Linked DNA regions of Mus musculus: region 1 is linked to region 2. A link is a contact called in public promoter capture Hi-C data. All regions are on one chromosome and are shown on one strand. Each heading gives the region's core, a stretch centred on a gene start, on an enhancer-like site or on the middle of the called end of the contact. The rest is flanking DNA. Distances are from core to core; before and after follow the strand shown. Region 1 overlaps Gabbr1 (gamma-aminobutyric acid (GABA) B receptor, 1). Region 2 holds the start of Prr3 (proline-rich polypeptide 3).

Region 1 (3,507 bases), core at 548-3,047, 1.1 Mb after region 2:
ATGTAAGGTTTGGGGTCAGAATTACAGGCCTGAGCATTGGGAACAAAGACAAGGGTGCAACCAGGGAGACTCGTAGAGAGAGAATGTAATATACTTCATACGCAGTGTTTTATGTGTTCTTACTTAATCCTTGCTGGAGCACTTTAACACAGTATTATTCCCATTTTCAAGCTGAATACTCAGTTTAGTGAGATTTAATAACTTGCTTGAGATTTCTTAGTAGGTAAGTGGTTTAATTAGAGTTAGAACCCATTCATCTACTTATCCAACCAGACTTTCTTTTTACTTGGAGATGTTATTGTTTTAGGTTCACAGAAAAATTGAAAAGAAGGCCCGGAGTTCCCATACTTCCCCATGCACACCTTCTCCATTATCAGGTTACACCGCCACAGGAGTATACTTGTGAATGTTGATGATCTTTATCAACCAGCTGTTGTCACTCAAAGCTTGTGGCTTATATTAGGACCAGCTGTTAGAGTTTTGCATTCCAGGGGTACACGTGGCGTGTGTCTACCTTTGCAGTGCCATGTGAATTACAGATTTCCAGGGGCATTTATAGTATGTCCACTTTGAGCTGTGCTCAACGATAGGTACCAGTCCTCAAGAGAGGAATGGAGCTTCTTTCTGTTCTAGTGTAGTTGAGCCCAGACCTTTGTGTTTCAAGGCCCAAGCTATTTCTAGAAAATTAGACAGAAAAATAAATGTCTTTAGGGCATGGGAACAAGGTTTAAAGATTTTTTAAAATTTCATTTTATCCATTTATTTTATGTATGTGTTCACACCAAGGTGCATATGTGAAGGTCAGAAGTTAACCTTTGGGTGTTGGTTCTCTCCCTCCACTATGTGTGTACCAGAAATCCAACTCAGGCTTGGCAGTAAGTAGGTGCTTTTACATGCTGAATCATCTCACTGGCCAGGAACAAAGATTCTTCATTCGTGTATCATCTCTGCTTTGTTAGAGTGTGCCTGTGAACGTTCTAAACCCGACCAATTATCTGTGCAGTGACTCTGTGTCATACAAGTGCTCTGCCAAGACAAATTTAAATGTTTTCCTATCTGGTCAGGAAGGGAAGGTATGATGTTCTCTGTTATGTGGAAGGCAATTCTGAGAGGTTCAGGAATTCATTCACCCATAAGTAAGAAAGCCAAGCAGAGCTATTGTAAGCTATACGGCCAGTTCTCTTCATCCATGAAAGTTAAAGGGATTGCCGTTCTTTTTAGGTTCCTTAGAAAAAAGGTTGAGTGCAAAAAGGGGTGTGAATAGGACTGAATCTGGACCTGTACCATGTGAAGACTGCTTCCTGTGGCTGTCGCCAGTCCAAGGAGGCAGCCAACAGAAGTCATATCAGACTAGCGAGAAGTTAGCTCCCTAAAGAACAATCCTCCTGGTTCGCAGGCAGAGTGCAAAAGGCTGTGGTGTCGCCTTTTCTGGATCTTTCAAAATTGGAGGAGTTGTTAGCTCCTGGGTCACCTCTGCTGTAAGAGCCTGAGGGTTGGGAGAATGCCAGCTGCCTGCAATATCCATCTCTTCCTTGGCTGGGTCTTTGCTTCGCTCGTTTGCCATTCATTTCCCAGAGTGTTTATTCATCAGATTTCTCTGTTGTTTGTAGTTCTGAGCTAGCAGCTGTACACTCTTAAGACCATTGGACTCAGCTAATCCCCGCTTTTAGTCTTGTAGCTTCCAACCCAAGATAGACACATGGGTATAGCTAACGATTTTGTCTGTACATATGGTCTACCCCACAACACGAACACAAACCATCCGCTCGAGTCACAGTGTCTGAGCCAGAACTGAGGCCTCTCCCCCTGCGCCCACGCACATTTCAATGCTCTCTCCTCTTGTTCTTCCCTCCAGACATCACAGGAATTTGTGGAGAAACTAACCAAGCGGCTGAAAAGACACCCTGAGGAGACTGGAGGCTTCCAGGAGGCACCACTGGCCTATGATGCTATCTGGGCCTTGGCTTTGGCCTTGAACAAGACCTCTGGAGGAGGTGGCCGTTCAGGAGTGCGCCTGGAGGACTTTAACTACAACAACCAGACCATTACAGACCAAATCTACCGGGCCATGAACTCCTCCTCCTTTGAGGGTGTTTCTGTGAGTTACAGCAGCTTCTGTTGTGCACCCCATGAAAAGGGAGATGCCTGGAAGGTCCCTAGATACATTTTCTCAGTTATCTTTCTGTCAGAATCAGTAAAGCCGTCTTAGACTATGGAGGTGGGACCCCCCCAAACCAGAAAGCCATACAAAATATGGCAGTGAAAAGAATTGCTCTATTCTAGTGCTTTTCAAGCTGGTCAAGGTGTTTACAGTTTAAAAAAAGAGAACGACTTGAGAATTCATCTCCTCATTCCTTTTAAAGTAAGGAAATTAGTGCCCAGTAGGGTTTGGTGATTGCTCCTGATCCTCTCTCGGGGGGACTCTCTAATTCAGATCTTAAGATGAAGGAAGCTTCTTCTCCAAAGAATACTGTTTCCAGAATCTAGGGTATGTGCATCTGGGGTGTGTCCTACATGCAGCGGACGGATGCCATAAATAGCCTTCATTCAGAAGCTCAATTACATCAAAAACAGAAGGTTTCGGAGTCCCTGATGTTCTCTTTTCCTCCTGCTTTTATCCCCTCTGCCTTCCTCCACATGTTTCTCCTCAGGGCCACGTGGTCTTTGATGCCAGCGGCTCCCGGATGGCATGGACGCTTATCGAGCAGCTACAGGGTGAGCCCGGGTGTGAGGGGGCTCAGGGAGGGGCAGGCAGGGCTGGGCAGGGACTGGGCTGAGGGCTCTCTTGGAAGAACATTGATCAGCCTCCACAGATTGCCAGGTACATTTTGCCTACATTGCATTGTGTTCGTCAGGCTTTTAAATACTGATAAAAAGAACATGGGTAGGATCTTTGCAGTGATTCTGTTCTTTCAAAGGGGCATACAGGTTAAAAAAAAAAAAAAAGCAGCTGTTCTTTCTTCCCAGTGGCTTTAGTTTTAGTCCCAGAAGTTGCCTGCCTGAGGCTGGGTTGAAAGGTGAAGAGCTGTCCAAAAAGTGTGTCCAAAAAGATCAAGGAAAGCTGGCTTCTTTTAAAAGGAATTCACTCAGTTCCTTGCTATGTGAGAACAGCATTCCAGTCCTACTGGCCTTTCTAGATAGCGTTCCCTGTAACTTAGTTCTGAGGAGTCTGCAGACCTACTGTGAGTTAATCCTTCCGTTCCACCTGACTTAGCCTCTTGTGGGTGTGGCCAAGAGACCCATTTCTTAGCCTCTGGGAAAAGTTTCTTTCTCCCTCCCTCCCTCCCCCCACCAACGTCTGCCACCAAATCCTCTCAGCTCTCTTTGTATATGGGACAAGTGAGGCTGGACTTCAGCCAGGGCGAAGTGGGTGTGAGATGGCGTTTGGAAGGAAAGTTGTATTAACTGTGGCCATTCTGCAAAGAGACACCTTAGGAGTGACTGCCTTTTACTGCCTTGTACTTTAAGAGGCAGATGTATCTTCTCCAAGGCATTAGAACCCAAGCC
Region 2 (3,507 bases), core at 908-3,407:
TCTATCTAGTTAGCAGTGTTATCTGATTAGTATAAGTCTGTGTTATTGATTTAGTTCATTCATAAATACTTCCTTTATGATTAACATATGTGTGTGTGCTTTTTGTCTGTGTGTGCCAGGGGCTGAAAGGTCTCACTGAACCTGGAACACTCTGATTCAACTACACTTGCTAGCCAGCAAGTCCTAGAGTCTGTCTACCTCTGCCTTATCACTGTTGGGCCCAGGTTTTTGCTTTTTACATGGTTGCTAAGATCTGAAATCAGGACTTCATGCTTTTGAAGTAAATACTTCATCAACTGGACCACCTCCCACAGTACCACTCCTCCTGTTCTTCCTCATTTTACTTTTAGATTTTGTTTTGTTTGTTTTTTTTTCAAGACAGGGTTTCTCTGTATAGCCCGGACTAGGCTGGCCTTGAACTCAGAAATTCGCCTGCCTCTGCCTCCCAAGTGCTGGGATCAAAGACGTGCACCACCACAGCCTGGCTACTTTTAAATTTTATAGACAGTGTCTTATATAGGCCAGGGTAACACTGAACTCTGAGCTTTCCTGCTGCCAGTATGCCTGGTCTGTGTGCTGTTTACAAACGCTTACCTACTCTAAGACCATGAGACATGGTTAACTTTTTATAAGAATGTTTATTTTACAATCTGCTTAGAATTGGTGTTTTTATTTGGTACGACTATTACAAAGTCAAAGTTCATAGTTTTACACACAAAAAAAGTCCAATTGAGACAACTTTGTTTACTGACAGAACCACTTCGTTGATTTCATCTTTACACAGAATTCTGTGTTCATATATCTACAGGCCTCCGATTGCACTCAGATAGGGTCTCATGTAGCCTAGGCTAGCCGGTCTCAAATTTGCTATTGCAGGAGAGGCTGGCCAGGAACTCCTGATCCTTCCACATGTTAAGAACTTATGTTGACATTCTGTGAAAACCACAATGTCATAGCTACTGCAGCTTTTCACTAAATCTTGCTATGCCCTCTCACTTTGGTCTTGGTAGTGTCCCATTTAGAGCCTCTATAATGGAGAACATTTATTTCTACACACAAATAAAGACAGACCTAGGAGTTAATCTGGAAGGAAAGTAACATTTTGACAACACCGTATTTCCAAACGGTTAATATATGATCCCTCATTTAGGTACACACAATCCCTGGGCTTTTGTTTAAGTCTTTAGGGGTCCATCCCTTCTCCAGGGCTTAAAACATGAATCAGGGCCCAATTTCTCCTCACCTGACTTGGGATCACCAGGCTTCCCGTTAGCCATGGGGGGAGGGCCCAGAAGGCTGGGTGGTCCTAAGAGCAGACGTGAGAAAACAGCCATCAGAACGGTGCAAAGGACTGATCACCTCGTCCTTACGTGGTCTTATAACACTCAGTTTTTAACCAGGTAAGTCATATATCCACTCAGCAGTGCCGCAAACTCTCACCCCGTCCATCTGCCCGTCCCTCTGCAGAGTTGTTTGAGAGTCCATCAGAGGGTAACAGAGGTCTCTAACAGCTCTTTCCTCACAGTGCTGCATCCACAACATGCCAGTGATTCCACGTACCCCAATCCCTCACCTTAACTGTTGGCCCATCATAGTTTTTTTCTCCTCTCCTTCCCTCGGGGGAGTAGTTCACAGAAGGTTGACCTAACCAGTGGAAGTGTGGTCACAAATTGTCTTCCCGATCATCACAATCTGTAACATCGCTGCCACCCCTCTCCCCCCGCCATTCTGCGGTTGCGCAAGCCAGATGTTTAGCCGAGCCGCCACCTCCCCTGCCTTCTCCAGAAAGGATTAGGAGCCAGATTGAGGTTGAGGGTTCAAGCAAGCGAAGCCCTCAATCCAGGTTCCACCAGCATCCCTCCCCCACCACGTCCCACCCCACCTCCACGCGTGCGCCCTTCCTCCTTCCGTTGGCACCTCCTCCCCCGCATTTCATTCTATCCTAGCCCCCTGGCCGGCTGACAGGCGTGTGCACGCCCTGCCCCTCACCCATGGGGCGCTCATCCTCCTCATCTCCAGGCTCGTCCCGCTCAGACAGTGCGAGATGTTGCTGCTGCTGCGGCAGCGGCGGCGGCTGGTCCTGCTTCTTTCGTTTCGGCATAGCGGCTGCGGCAATGGCTGCAGCAAGATTTGGAGGGCAGTGAGGAAGGGGCACACTAGCTTTCCTTCCGCTTCCGGGTGGGCGATGGGCCGGGTGACCGAGGCGCCCACCATGCCACTTCCGGGAGGTCGTGGATGTGCCGCGGCCGTTCGCTCCTACAAGGTGCCTCGCTCACCCCGCCGCGCGCGTGGGGAAGCTTTGCTCCCCCTTGTGCAGTTCCTCTCCACGTGGGAAAGCACCACCCCATTCCAGTGAGACACCGGACAGGCTTCGGGACTCTGGCGGCACGCGAGAGGCCTGTCGCATCCTAAGGTCGCCACATCCGGGCCCCAGTTACCATGGCAACAACTACAGCCACAACTCCGTGCTCTCTGACCTCTCTCCAAAAGTCCTTGTCCCGCTCGCTTTTCCTCCTCACCCGCGCTCGCACGTGTGGCCAGTGAACCTGCCTCTTCCGCAATCTCCTTACCGAGTCCTGTTGCCGCAGGCCAGTCCACGGGGCAGCCAGTCCACCGGGCAGCCAGCGCAGTCCCGGCTCTCCCGCCAGGGGCCATCCTCTCCAGGCGGCCGCGCGGTGGGGCGTGTCCTCGCCCCGTCGCCCGGCCCCCGCCAGGTGAGTGGCAGCTCCCGGGAGCGCCGGGCGGCGGTGACACGCGTCCCCCCTCCCGCGACTGCCACTTGGTAGCGCCCGTGACGGAGTCGGCTCGGGCCTCCCACGCGCGTCTCCCGCTCGCCGCACCGTGCATCCCGGACCCGCGGACTCTCACGTGCCGCCGCTTGCATCCCCGCCGCCCCGCTCCCCGCTCCCCGCCGCTCGCTGCTGACGTCACCGCGGCCCCGCCTCCCCAGGGCCCCGGGCCGCCGGCGGGGGCTGCCCCGGGGAGTCAGTTGCGGCGGCGGGGAGCTCGGCGGAGGGCGGGCCGGGGCTCCGGGGCCATGCCGAGGAAGAAGCCCTTCAGCGTGAAGCAGAAGAAGAAGCAGCTGCAGGACAAGCGGGAGCGGAAGCGAGGTCAGGGAGGGGGCGGGGCCGCTGCGCAGCTCTGGAGGAGGGCTGTGCCGCGGCACCGCGGGCGGGGGGTGGGTGGGTGGGCTCTCGCGATCCCGCGTGGGCTGCCACGGTGGGGGTTTCCCGCAGCGGCGGGACGGGGAGGGGTGGAGGGTGGGGGATGGGAAACTCTGCTTCTGCTTCTGCTGCTGCTGCCACAGGGCGCTGTGACGACCTCCAGGCCCATCCGGGACGGGGTTGGGGCGCGCGGTTGGGAAGATGGAGCCTCTGGAGAAGTTGGGTCGGCTGAAGAAGAGCTTGTCCTACCGGCTCGGGGGGCTTTAGGTCCCCTAAGAACCGGTCTACACCGGCGTCACCGGCCCCTCCCCTCAGGGCTCCAAGATGGGCTGCGCTCCAGTTC

Evidence for each region. Promoter capture Hi-C pulls out the DNA fragments that hold promoters and counts their contacts.
Region 1: a promoter capture Hi-C map of hippocampal neurons shows a contact between it and region 2, with 2.3 times the contacts expected there. The contact joins the enhancer-like site here to the promoter of Prr3 in region 2. A contact is called at or near these places in 6 of 39 promoter capture datasets (cranial neural crest, embryonic stem cells, hippocampal neurons and 3 more), 2 of 484 Hi-C or Micro-C datasets (cortical neurons and embryonic stem cells) and 4 of 115 datasets of contacts at active chromatin or transcription factors (astrocytes, embryonic forebrain and embryonic stem cells).

Annotation. Positions count from the first base shown.
Region 1 is chr17:37,060,679-37,064,185 of GRCm38.p6, forward strand. Gabbr1 (gamma-aminobutyric acid (GABA) B receptor, 1) reads left to right here. Exons shown (of 23, transcript NM_019439.3): 12 at 1,856-2,098; 13 at 2,652-2,715. Among named protein-coding and RNA genes, the nearest start is that of Gabbr1, 16 kb to the left of the region's middle. Within about 2 kb of position 1,798, at least 50 of the 459 cell types and tissues checked have an H3K27ac peak or open chromatin away from gene starts, as enhancers often do. A contact at or near this core is called in cortical neurons and hippocampal neurons, where this site is marked.
Region 2 is chr17:35,977,138-35,980,644 of GRCm38.p6, forward strand. Prr3 (proline-rich polypeptide 3) reads right to left here and starts at 2,158. Exons shown (of 4, transcript NM_145487.4): 1 at 1,990-2,158; 2 at 1,244-1,306. The coding sequence starts at 2,101. It overlaps Gnl1 (guanine nucleotide binding protein-like 1), which reads left to right and starts at 2,818. Exons shown (of 12, transcript NM_008136.2): 1 at 2,818-3,110; 2 at 3,480-3,507. The coding sequence starts at 3,038.